2 separate regions of the Mus musculus genome follow, and region 1 is linked to region 2. Evidence: chromatin contacts called from public promoter capture Hi-C data. All regions are on one chromosome and are shown on one strand. Each heading gives the region's core, a stretch centred on a gene start, on an enhancer-like site or on the middle of the called end of the contact. The rest is flanking DNA. Distances are from core to core; before and after follow the strand shown. Region 1 holds the start of Cox7a2 (cytochrome c oxidase subunit 7A2). Region 2 has its middle 9.2 kb from the start of Gm39376.

What was found. Promoter capture Hi-C pulls out the DNA fragments that hold promoters and counts their contacts.
Region 1: a promoter capture Hi-C map of second pharyngeal arch cranial neural crest shows a contact between it and region 2. The contact joins the promoter of Cox7a2 here to the enhancer-like site in region 2. A contact is called at or near these places in 8 of 39 promoter capture datasets (the C10 cell line, the HPC-7 cell line, cranial neural crest and 5 more) and 14 of 115 datasets of contacts at active chromatin or transcription factors (acute myeloid leukemia, craniofacial prominence, embryonic basal ganglia and 9 more).

The regions. Positions count from the first base shown.
Region 1 is chr9:79,758,225-79,763,329 of GRCm38.p6, reverse strand. Cox7a2 (cytochrome c oxidase subunit 7A2) reads left to right here and starts at 3,477. Exons shown (of 4, transcript NM_009945.3): 1 at 3,477-3,690; 2 at 4,751-4,840. The coding sequence starts at 3,673. It also overlaps the pseudogene Gm51685.
Region 2 is chr9:78,773,715-78,779,219 of GRCm38.p6, reverse strand. No RefSeq gene overlaps it. Among named protein-coding and RNA genes, the nearest start is that of Gm39376, 9.2 kb to the left of the region's middle. Within about 2 kb of position 1,874, at least 1 of the 459 cell types and tissues checked has an H3K27ac peak or open chromatin away from gene starts, as enhancers often do. A contact at or near this core is called in second pharyngeal arch cranial neural crest, where this site is marked.

The sequences.
Region 1 (5,105 bases), core at 2,228-4,727, 980 kb before region 2:
ATTCACTGAGAGTCTCCTGAGATCCAAGTAATTCACTCTTTCAATTGAAAAACAAGTGATTTATATCGAATTAATCTGTTAATAACACAAAACTAGCCATCATTCCATACAAGCCTGGCTTTTCTTTTGTTAGATATTGGAGGTGGAATGGCTGCAGGTGGTTGTACTGAGACTCTACTGGGCTATATATACTCCTTGCCCAATGAGTTAGTCTTACTCTTACTCTATTACGAATTAATGTAGAAACCCCTGTCTCTTCAGCTGCAGGTTTTTCAAGGTACCGTGTGTCCACTTGCATAGATCCCCTGATTCATCTGTGTCCTGCTGCTGCTTAAGTTCAACCAACCTTCCTTCCTTCCTTCCTTCCTTCCTTCCTTCCTTCCTTCCTTCCTTCCTTCCTTCCTTGGGGTATTACAAAATCTTTTGACTCTGGCCCTAGTAACTTGAGTCTTGCATTCTTTTCTTACAACTACTGTTATCTTAAAATGGAATCTGTACTGTAAGCCTGCACTCCTTAAATCTTTGAATGGCCCTAAAGCACTTTCAAAGTGATACTTATGTTTGTCATGGCTACCAGCCTTCTGTGAACTCCTCCTCCTCTCGTCTTCAGCCATGCTATTCGTCTGTTCCCCTCTCTCTACGTAAGTATGCTCTGCCATCTGCTGAGAGTTTTCTTCCGTTGGCCTGGTGCATTCAACAGTAATAGCTAATGAAGTTTCAACATAGAAACCACAACCACAACGATTTCTGGTAGAGAAATATTAAGAAATGATCAACCCTCAATCCATCTGTGATACGCAATAAAGGGAAATAATAATCTGGAAGTGAGGCCACTAGACATTCTAGTTTTCAGACACATTCCTTCATTAAACTTGGACTTATAAAATGAATAAGCCTAGCAACTTCAACTTTTAAAATTTGGAGTTAAATCTCATGTCAGCAGTTCTTCCAAAGAACTATTTTGTAATAAAGAACAAGAACAACAACAACAACCAAAAACAAAGCAAACAACCCCAAACTGATGTTTTGGAAAGGAGCCCATTTTGAAAGTTAGTTTATGTCATTGGATAAATTCGGAGACCTGGTAGTAAATTTCTAGTGAATTTAGGATTAATCAATAAAGTCTGATCGATTGAGGCAAATTTAAGCCAAATTTTTCTGTCCAAGTAATGGCAGTTAAGAATGCAGAAACAAGTTAGTGAAGAGCCCTGGGACGGACAGAGTTGTGGAATGAAGCCAACACATTAGATGATTTGTTCTTGTTCATTTGCTTTTATGTTCAATGGATTTTTATGTGTGTAGACAGAGTCCTTTTTTTTTCTAACAAGCATTTTTTTTTAAAATCTGGATGATGGGAAACAACAGTGACAGAAGATGAAGATCGAAACAAATTAAGACTTTTGCAGAAATAAAATCACAAGATGTTGCTGGCTTGGCCTGCAGTGGTGATGTTACAGATCATAAATGGTCAGATAAGATTCTGAAGTTGTACAGATAGAATTTGATTGTAGGGTTTGGTAGAAAAATGTTAATGTTTGGGGGAAATTGCAGAGACTTTAAGAGATTAAAAAATGAAAGTATAAATAGTTTAGTATGAATTAGGGAAAGGTATGTTGAAATTTTGGTGTTGGTAGGATGAGGAGTCAAGCAGAAACTAAGGATCAACGTGCAAGAGGACTCTTAGGAGAGTGGTGTGTGGAAACCTCCTTAAAAGGCTCGCATTCCACACTCATGTTGCTCCCTTTGCCTTGATAGTTTATTTCCAAATTAAAATGTACTCTGGGGGAATGAGCACCTGTGATATCCGTGGCTGATAATGCAGAAGCTTGCCTAAGAAGTGATTTTGGAAAAGACTAACACAAAAGGAGGGGCACACAAGTTGCAGAAGTCTGCTTTTATTCTGGAGAGAATGGGATAGAAACACTGTTTTGTTTCATATGTGTCCTTTCCTTTTTAAAATGGAATGTGTCTGTAGATGGAGTGGTCCAGTAAAGAGAAAATTGTACTGCCCTAAGTGACAACGCTGTTATAGGTAGTTTTAATGTAAACTCTTGGTTCTTCTTGGACAGTCACTATTCCTAGGAATGTCAAACAGTATGCACTTAGTGTTGGTTAGTAGGCCTATTTTTTTCTAAGATTTACTTATTATTATATGTAAGTAGCTGACTTCAGACACACCAGAAGAGGTAATCAGATCTCATTATGGGTGGTTGTGAGCCACCATGTGGTTGCTGGGATTTGAACTTAGGACCTTCAGAAGAGCAGTCAGCGCTCTTACCCGTTGAGCCATCTCACCAGCCCCCCTAGTAGGCCCATTTTTATTAGTGTTAGGGGAATGGTAAGTATACAGTCGGTTCTGGGAAAACTTATATCCTGTGGTGAAACAGCGACAGCAGCACAAACTTTAACGAATTCCAATTACAGACAATAAATGTAAAAAACAAAACAAAAAAAAAAAAAAAACAAAACTCCCCATCCCCAGCTGTTGGTAATTATGCTCGATGGTACATTGAATAATTAAGAGGTGGTAGAAAAAAAGTCAGTTATAATGGGTGTTTATAAACTTGGTAAGGAAGAAAATTTAGACTGTGTTGGGGGTACAGTAGGTTATGAAGAAAAAAGTACCCCAAGATTTGAAGGAATTAAGCATTACCAGTTTTTATTCACGCAACACTGTGGAACCCGTTTATCATTAGCTTTTACCTGAAATGGCAATGAAGTCGTTTCTGAGTTTGCAAAAGGGTGGAAAGACATTTGTATTGTTGAGTAGATTATTTTTACTTGTACATTAGTGTGCAGAAGAATAAAGGCAGTTGTAAGGAGGAATAGTTATGCAAGACTGATGCAAAATGCTAACAGCCTATCTGTAAAATACGCGCACTTCTGACAGCTCCATCCAGGAGTGAAATGTGCTGCGGATCTGAGAAAGCACGACACAGTCGATATTTGTGTTGAACGTGGATTTAAAAATGTATTCCCCTCTTTTCAGCGTTTTCCCAGACTCAATAACGAAGTCAGCCAGTTCCAGTCTGGGGACACAGGAAGAGCTTCCAGCACAAGGAGTTTAGCAGAAGATCCACAGGTTGGCATACCTGTGGATGCCAACATCGGTCGTTCCTATATGATCTCAGCACAAAGACTAACGCCTCCCACTTTCATCTGTGGAAGACAAACCCTAAAACTGGACTCTATCCGTATTAAGAGGAGCTTTTGAATATTTAAGCTTGTACGACGTAGCTTTGACATCCATTGTTCCTTCAGACTGTAAACAATGGCTCAAAGCCTTCTCACAAGACAAGCTACTTTCCGGGTAGTCTGGTTGTCCACTGACTTCACCAGAGCGTATGAAGAGGGCTGCAAGACTTCACGCCTCTCCATTGCGGGTGGCGTTTGCTTTCCATTGTGATTCTGGGTCCGGCGGCAGGCGCGGCAGGGCGGAGCCAAGTGGTAAGGATAGCTTCGGAGGTCCGGAGGCTAGACGGGCCGCTGCGAGAAGTCGCTCTGGCTCGCCTTCCGCTCTCTATGGTCGGGAGCGCGAGCCCCTCCTCTTCCCGGAACGAGCCCTCTTGCTCGACGCGCGCGCAGCGCTAGGAGGGAGTTCCGTTTCCGGTCTGGTGGCTTTCGATTTTTGGCGTTCAGTAGTCGCGGTTGGTGGGTAACAACCGAGCCAAGATGTTGCGGAATCTGCTGGTAGGTAGCTTTGGGGGTTTGGCTGGTACTGGAGTGTCGGGGCGGAGGGTCAGGCATCCTGACAGAAAGGCGTGCTGGAAATGTGGCAGAAGACAGCAGCCGGAGTCACCTTGGCCGCGCGTCCTTTTCCCTGACCTTCCGTCCACTCGCCCCTGGCTGTTTCTGGGTAGTCGTAGAGGGAAGAGCAGGATCGCATTTGGTTCTTGGTCACTACAGCTTACCGTTGCTTATGGCTATGACTGTAGCTCTGACGTAGGCTCCAGTGGGGGGATCTTGGACACCTGGAAAACCTAGGTGGAAGGTGGCTTTTTGTTGTCATTTTGTTTTGTATCATAGTGAAAAGATAAAATTTTACCTGATTCAAAGAAGTAAGCCAAAGAACTAAATTGTACAGTTTTAGTTGGGATTTAATGGGTTTCATGATTGAAGTGTAATGACGATTCAGAATTACCTTTAACACTTGGTGAATATTTCTCCAAAATTTAAAAAGGTGTGTTTTGATTTTATTTTGTAATCGTTTAACACAATTAAGACTTAACACCAATTACATTTTTCTTAGATGTCCAGGAGTGTTCTAGCATGTGCCCTCCACTGCAAAGTAATTTTTCAGTGCCTTGGCTATCCTGGAACTAAATCTGTAGACTAGCATGGCCTCTGCCTCCCTAGTGCTGCGATTAAAGTCTTGAGCCTCCACTACCCTGCCAGGAATAGATTTTTGACATAGGCAAATATTAAATGAAAATGTTAGAACTTATAAGATGTCTATATCATTTATTTTTCTGTATATCAGCATGTTTTGTTCTATAAAATACTACTGATTAATTTCAGGCACAGGTTATATATAGGTCATGGTTTCTGAAGACTATGATATGTAACATGAAGCACAGAGCAGAGAATAGACAACATGTAGAAAATCTGGATGCTAGTCTTGGATAGTACTGACAAGTTCGATAATGCTTTAAATCTCAGCTTCCTTTCAGTGTGAAGGGTTGGAAGTTGCCTTTACAGGTTTCTTTGGACTCTTAGGTCTTGTTCGATGCATGTGAATTTTCTGTTTCAGGCCCTTCGTCAGATTGCCCAGAGGACCATCAGCACCACTTCACGAAGGCATTTTGAAAACAAGGTTCCAGAGAAACAAAAGCTGTTTCAGGTACTGAAGTGTTCTATGTGATTGTTAATTGTAACAGAGCTGGCACGGTAGAGTAAGTCCAGAGGATCTGCTTCTTAGAGGCTCTCAAGGTTTTTTTTTTTTTTTTTTTTTTTTTTTTATCGTAAGGAGGATTATTTGCTGTGTCTAAGAGGTGCTCAGGGAGGTGGGAAAAATGCAGAAGCCAGTGAATTGTGTGTGTGATTTGATGAATTGGTAATCTTTGGGGGAATAATTGCATAAACCATAAAAAAGAGTCCAGAAACAA
Region 2 (5,505 bases), core at 625-3,124:
CATGTGACATAAAAGCTGGAAAGAAGGGTGGGTAGAAGAGGAGGACGGATAATCAACAAAAACTATGTTTTTCAAAAATACTATAATGAAACCTAGTACTGTGTATGCTAATTTTTTAAATGTTTAAATAAAAGTCGGGGGGAAATACATCGTGGTTGCCTCAGTCTATGAGAAATGATGCCAGGATGACCATATTTGGGAGACTAATGGTCTTAAGGATCTCTCTCTCTCTCTCTCTCTCTCTCTCTCTCTCTCTCTCTGTGTGTGTGTGTGTGTGTGTGTGTGTGTGTGTAGACAGGGGGAGGAAGAGGGAGGGTAGGAGGGAGAGAGAGAGAGACCATATCAATGTGCACACTTTAAACTTGTACATTGTTACTTTAATAACGTTAAATAACTTGTCAATTATAATTTAATAAGATTATTTATAAATGGGGAGAAAGTCAGCTACTTATCATGCTAAGAATCCCTAACGAGATAGCAAGAAGAATCCATCTGTAAGAGACTGTGCGCCCATTTTTAAATTGGTTATCTAAATTTACTTATCCTCAAATGAAGAGAAAGTGGAAAAAACACTGGCCAGCAGTGAGCAGTTATGTAGGACAATCTTACGTCCACATGTCCAGGATGGTTCCAATTTACAACCATTGCCTGTTCTCCTTATTAAATGTCCTTTCACTCTCAAAAGTGTCCTAACTTGCAAATAGCCCCATTATGTGCTCATGCTCATTGCACGCTCAGCCAACCTACGATGATGTGTTTTCTTCCCCTTAGTTACTGCAGAGAAAAACAACAAACAAACAAACTGAAAATCACCGAAGGCAAGACAACAAACATCCAGGGAAGCTCGTCAGCCAAGCCGAATCAGCTTTCAAACTAAGAACACAACAAATGAAGCAAAATATACCTGACTTTCCACTGGGAACTCCAAGTATGAGCAACTTCCGTTTCATATTCAATGTCTACAAGGTGACCTCTGGGAACACACAGCTTCAAGAGCGGCAGGAACAGACCCAGTTGTGAAGCAGACCACTGTGACAAGGCCAGGGGCAGGGCTAGCTTCCTCTAATAACATTATTTTTTTTTAGATTTATTTATTTATTTTATGTATATGAGTGCACTGTAGCTGTCTTGAGACACACCAGAAGAGGGCATTGTATCCCATTACAGATGGTTGTGAGCCACCACGTGGTTGCTGGGAATTGAACTCAGGACCTCTGGAAGAGCATTCAGTTCTCTTAACTGCTGAGCCCTCTCTCCAGCACCCATGACATTATTTCTTTAGTGTCGATAAAGTCTTTAGGACAAGAACATAAATTTAGTCCAAGAACTGTGAGAGTCCTGCTTTCTATTTTCTTTAACGTACTGATAAATTATGTATTTATGTTTGGTTTTGTTTGCGTGACATTGGGGGTTGCAATATTAGGCACAATGCAAATATTTGTTAAATAAGAAAATGTATTGTCATTCAATTATCCTAATTTCTCCTTGTACAAAATTAACAGCGTTGGCCATAGACTACTGCTATTAGAATGTCAGTTGTTTCTGGGATGAGACCTCGTTCCTGGATTCCTGTTCAAATGCAGTGAGAGATGGAGTTAGCCATCTGTTTTATACTAGAGGTCTTTGATTTTGAAGGAAATTAATGTTGGGAAGAGAAGTAAATTGAGTTCTAAATGCACACACACACACACACACACACACACACACACACCAGTGTTTTTAATATGGAATGGGCGGGGGGGGGGGTCATAGGAAATGCAATTCCAAGACCCCATGCTTTTATCTCTAAATAGACGTTCAAAACCCTTACCAGCTGAGGGCCGGGATCAGCTAGGCTCTGCCCTTTAGGAAGGAACTCCTTTGACCTTCATTTGTTTTCGCTTTGCTCTCATTTATTCCTCAACAGCCAGAAAGGAACCTCAGGCCACAGGTGTGTAGAGCACGTGCTTCTAATCTACCCTGCTGACTTTCAAGATCTGTCTAACAAAACCATTAAAGTGGTCTTTCTGTCTAGTTCTGTTAACTAAAAAGTTCACAGTCCCTCCTTAGAGCTCCATTTTTCAGTTGACTAAATTAGATAGAGATGGCAAAGTCAAAGGCAGCGGATGCAAAGCTCATAACTGCTCCGCGTGTAATAGCTTCTGCTGTGTATAGAATAGACTTATATGCTAAGGGATAAGCTTAAATGCCGTAAATCAGTTGGGTGGACTTCTCCCTCGAGTGTTAGTCATAGCAATGAAAAAAACACGGAACTCTAATACGACAGAGCAACCAACGCAGCTCCTTCATGTAGTTTATTTCACTTAATTTAGGCATATGAATAAGCACTTGTTTAAATATTATTATTGGCAGCTCTATAAGACAGAATACATATGAACAATGCAGCAAAGCAAAGAAAATATCTATAATAGAGGAAGCCCGGTCACGCCCTAAAGTGCACAAGCCACGCCCACCAAGAGCACAAGCCATGCTCTATCTTTTTTTTTTCTCCTCTTTTTTTTTTAATTAGGTATTTTCCTCGTTTACATTTTCAATGCTATCCCAAAGGTCCCCCATACCCACCCACCCCCAATCCCCTACCCACCCACTCCCCCTTTTTGGCCCTGGCGTTCCCCTGCATTGGGGCATATAAAGTTTGCAAGTCCAATGGGCCTCTCTTTGCAGTGATGGCCGACTAGGCCATCTTTTGATGCATATGCAGCTAGAGACAAGAGCTCTGGGGTACTGGTTAGTTCATATTGTTGTTCCACCTATAGGGTTGCAGTTCCCTTTAGCTCCTTGGGTAATTTCTCTAGCTCCTCCATTGGGGGCCGTGTGACCCATCCAATAGCTGACTGTGATCATCCACTTCTGTGTTTGCTAGGCCCCGGCATAATCTCACAAGAGAGAGAGCTATATCTGGGTCCTTTCAGCAAAATCTTGCTAGTGTACGCAATGGTGTCAGCATTTGGAAGCTGATTATGGGATGGATCCCTGCATATGGCAATCACAAGATGTGCCCTAAAGTGCACAAGCCATGCCCACCACGAGCACAAGCCATGCTCTATCTTTCTACTCCCGGGATAATTGCACAGAAATGGAGATTTATTGGACATGGTTTCAATCTCAAACATCCACTAGACATGTCAAGAGCAAACTGATAAATGTGAGCCACGCTTGCTTAGAGTCCTGGCGCACTACTGAGCAGAACTGTATTTGCGCCCCATTGTTTCCAAGTAACCAATTCCTAGACACATTTAAACTCTGGTGTTCACAGAAATAAGAAATTGTGTGTTCTCTATTCACTAAATGACGCATTTTTCTCATTGTTCTATTTTGATTTCCGTGTTAGATCAGGACAGTATTTATGGTCTAAGAAAATTAAGGTGAATAAAAGGTCAGCCTACAGTTAAATGTGGTGGTGGAAAATATTATGGCAGGTACAGTTCGTGGAGTGTGTTGCAATCGCTCCTTAAAACTCTGGAAAACTCATGCTGAAAAACTTTATAGAAATTAAGGCACTTATTAGCAAGGCCTGTTGACAGAGACAAGTGGGTGGAAATAAACCATTCCCCTAAAATACCATGGGTTCTCCTCCTGCTGCAGTCGCCTGCCATCTAGTGGACGTGTTACAATCTAGCCAGGTGTTGCTTTATTTGAAATCAACCGAACTGGTTGAATAATCCAGTGTTGCCTTTGAATAAGAACAGAGGGGTGTGTTCTAGTTGGCACACCCCCAGAATGAAGCCCATCTTGTTTACAAGGAGTCCTGAACAGTCTGTTCTCAGTTGCTTCTTTCTCTGTTACTGTGACAAAACACTGACCAAAATCAACTTCGAAGGAGGAATGATTTGTTTCATCTTATAGCTACCAGGTCACAACCCATCGCTGAGGGAAGTCAGGGAAGGAGCTCAAGGCAGAACTAGCAGCAGGAACTGATGCAGAGACCGTGGAGTGACACTGTTTTCAGACTTGCTTCCTAGGCAGCCACCTGAGGTATACAACCCAGGACTATCTGGCCAGGGTGGCACCACCTACGGTAAATGAGGCTGACACACATGCCCATAGACCAATCTGCTGGAGGCAATTCCTCAAATGAGATTTCCTCTTCCCAAGTGTCTCTCGTTTGTCACATCTACAAAACTAACCAGCCCATTCCTTACAGAGGCTTTTGAAAAACATATCGTTTTTGTACTTAAATTCACTCAAAACCAAGTCTCATTTTAAATGTGAGTCTAAGTAAGTAAAAGAGAATTATTTAAAAATCATTCTGTTTATGTTTCTCCTGTACCAATTCAATATTTTTTTTTCTTGAGACAGGGTTTCTCTGTGTAGCCCTGGCTGCTCTGGAACTCACTCTGTAGACCAGGCTGGCCTCAAACTCAGAATCTGCCTGCCTCTGCCTCCCAAGTGCTGGGATTAAAGGCATGCGCCACCACTTCCAGGCTCAATAAATTTTTACATATCATACTTTAATTGGAATATTTATGGACCCCCCAAAATCATTGAATAGACAATTACCTATTAACCAACTTTCAAGACAGATGTTAAAGGAATACAAAAATGTAAAAGACACACTCTTAGATTTTTATAATGTAGTCAGTCAGAAAGGAAAAAATCCAAATGAAGAGGTAGCTCCCTGTGTGGTCCAAAGGAAAGGTCTCTGCCTGGGGAATTGTCAGTGTTTGCAAGTGACACTTGGGCTGTGTTTGACAATAACCCCCAGCCCTAAAATCAATGAACAGGTATTTTCCAGGTGGAATAATTATTATCTCAATATGAAGGAGAGGGAGAGATGAATGTAGGATGAGAAGACTCGCAGGAGTGGCACAGGTAAGCTTGGACCATGGAGTAGGCTAACTGGGTTGGGGGGGTGGGGGTGTCAGCTGAGTGGGATCTGCAACACCAGGAAGGTCTTCATGAAAGTGTTCATCACATTGTCAATGCCATCTCAGCACACATGCTCACCTTGTTTGCCCCGTGTTAAGCAACTATTGGCAGACTGTGCATGGAAACAAATGCTGCTTGTAACTGAATTCCAAGAGCACTCCTGTAAGCTTTGCTCAAGAGTGAGCTGAGTTAATGAGTCTCACTCTTCCCAGCAGGTAGTCCACGTGCTGAAGGGCAGGACCAAGCAGCTCTTTGGAGACTTAGTCTTCCCTCTAGGGAACCAGTGTACACACACACACACACACACACACACACACACACACACGTCAAAGGCTCAACACTAGTTCCTTATTTTCTACAAGCAGCTTTTTGTTACCTTAAAAATTGAACAATTTTTTATTTCACCTTAGCAAGAATTTTAATGTACTTTAAAACAATTCTTCCAACAGTCATTTTTTTCTGTTTCTACCTGCCTGTCCACTGTCTTTCAGGCACAACTTTGATAATAATTAATAATTAAAATCACCATCTGTTTCATATATAATATAGTGTGTGCATGTGCGTGTGTGTGCTGTTTGTTTGTTTCTTTCAGGTAATCTTAAAGCCCTAAAAGACCCTTGTTATTTCATAGTTATA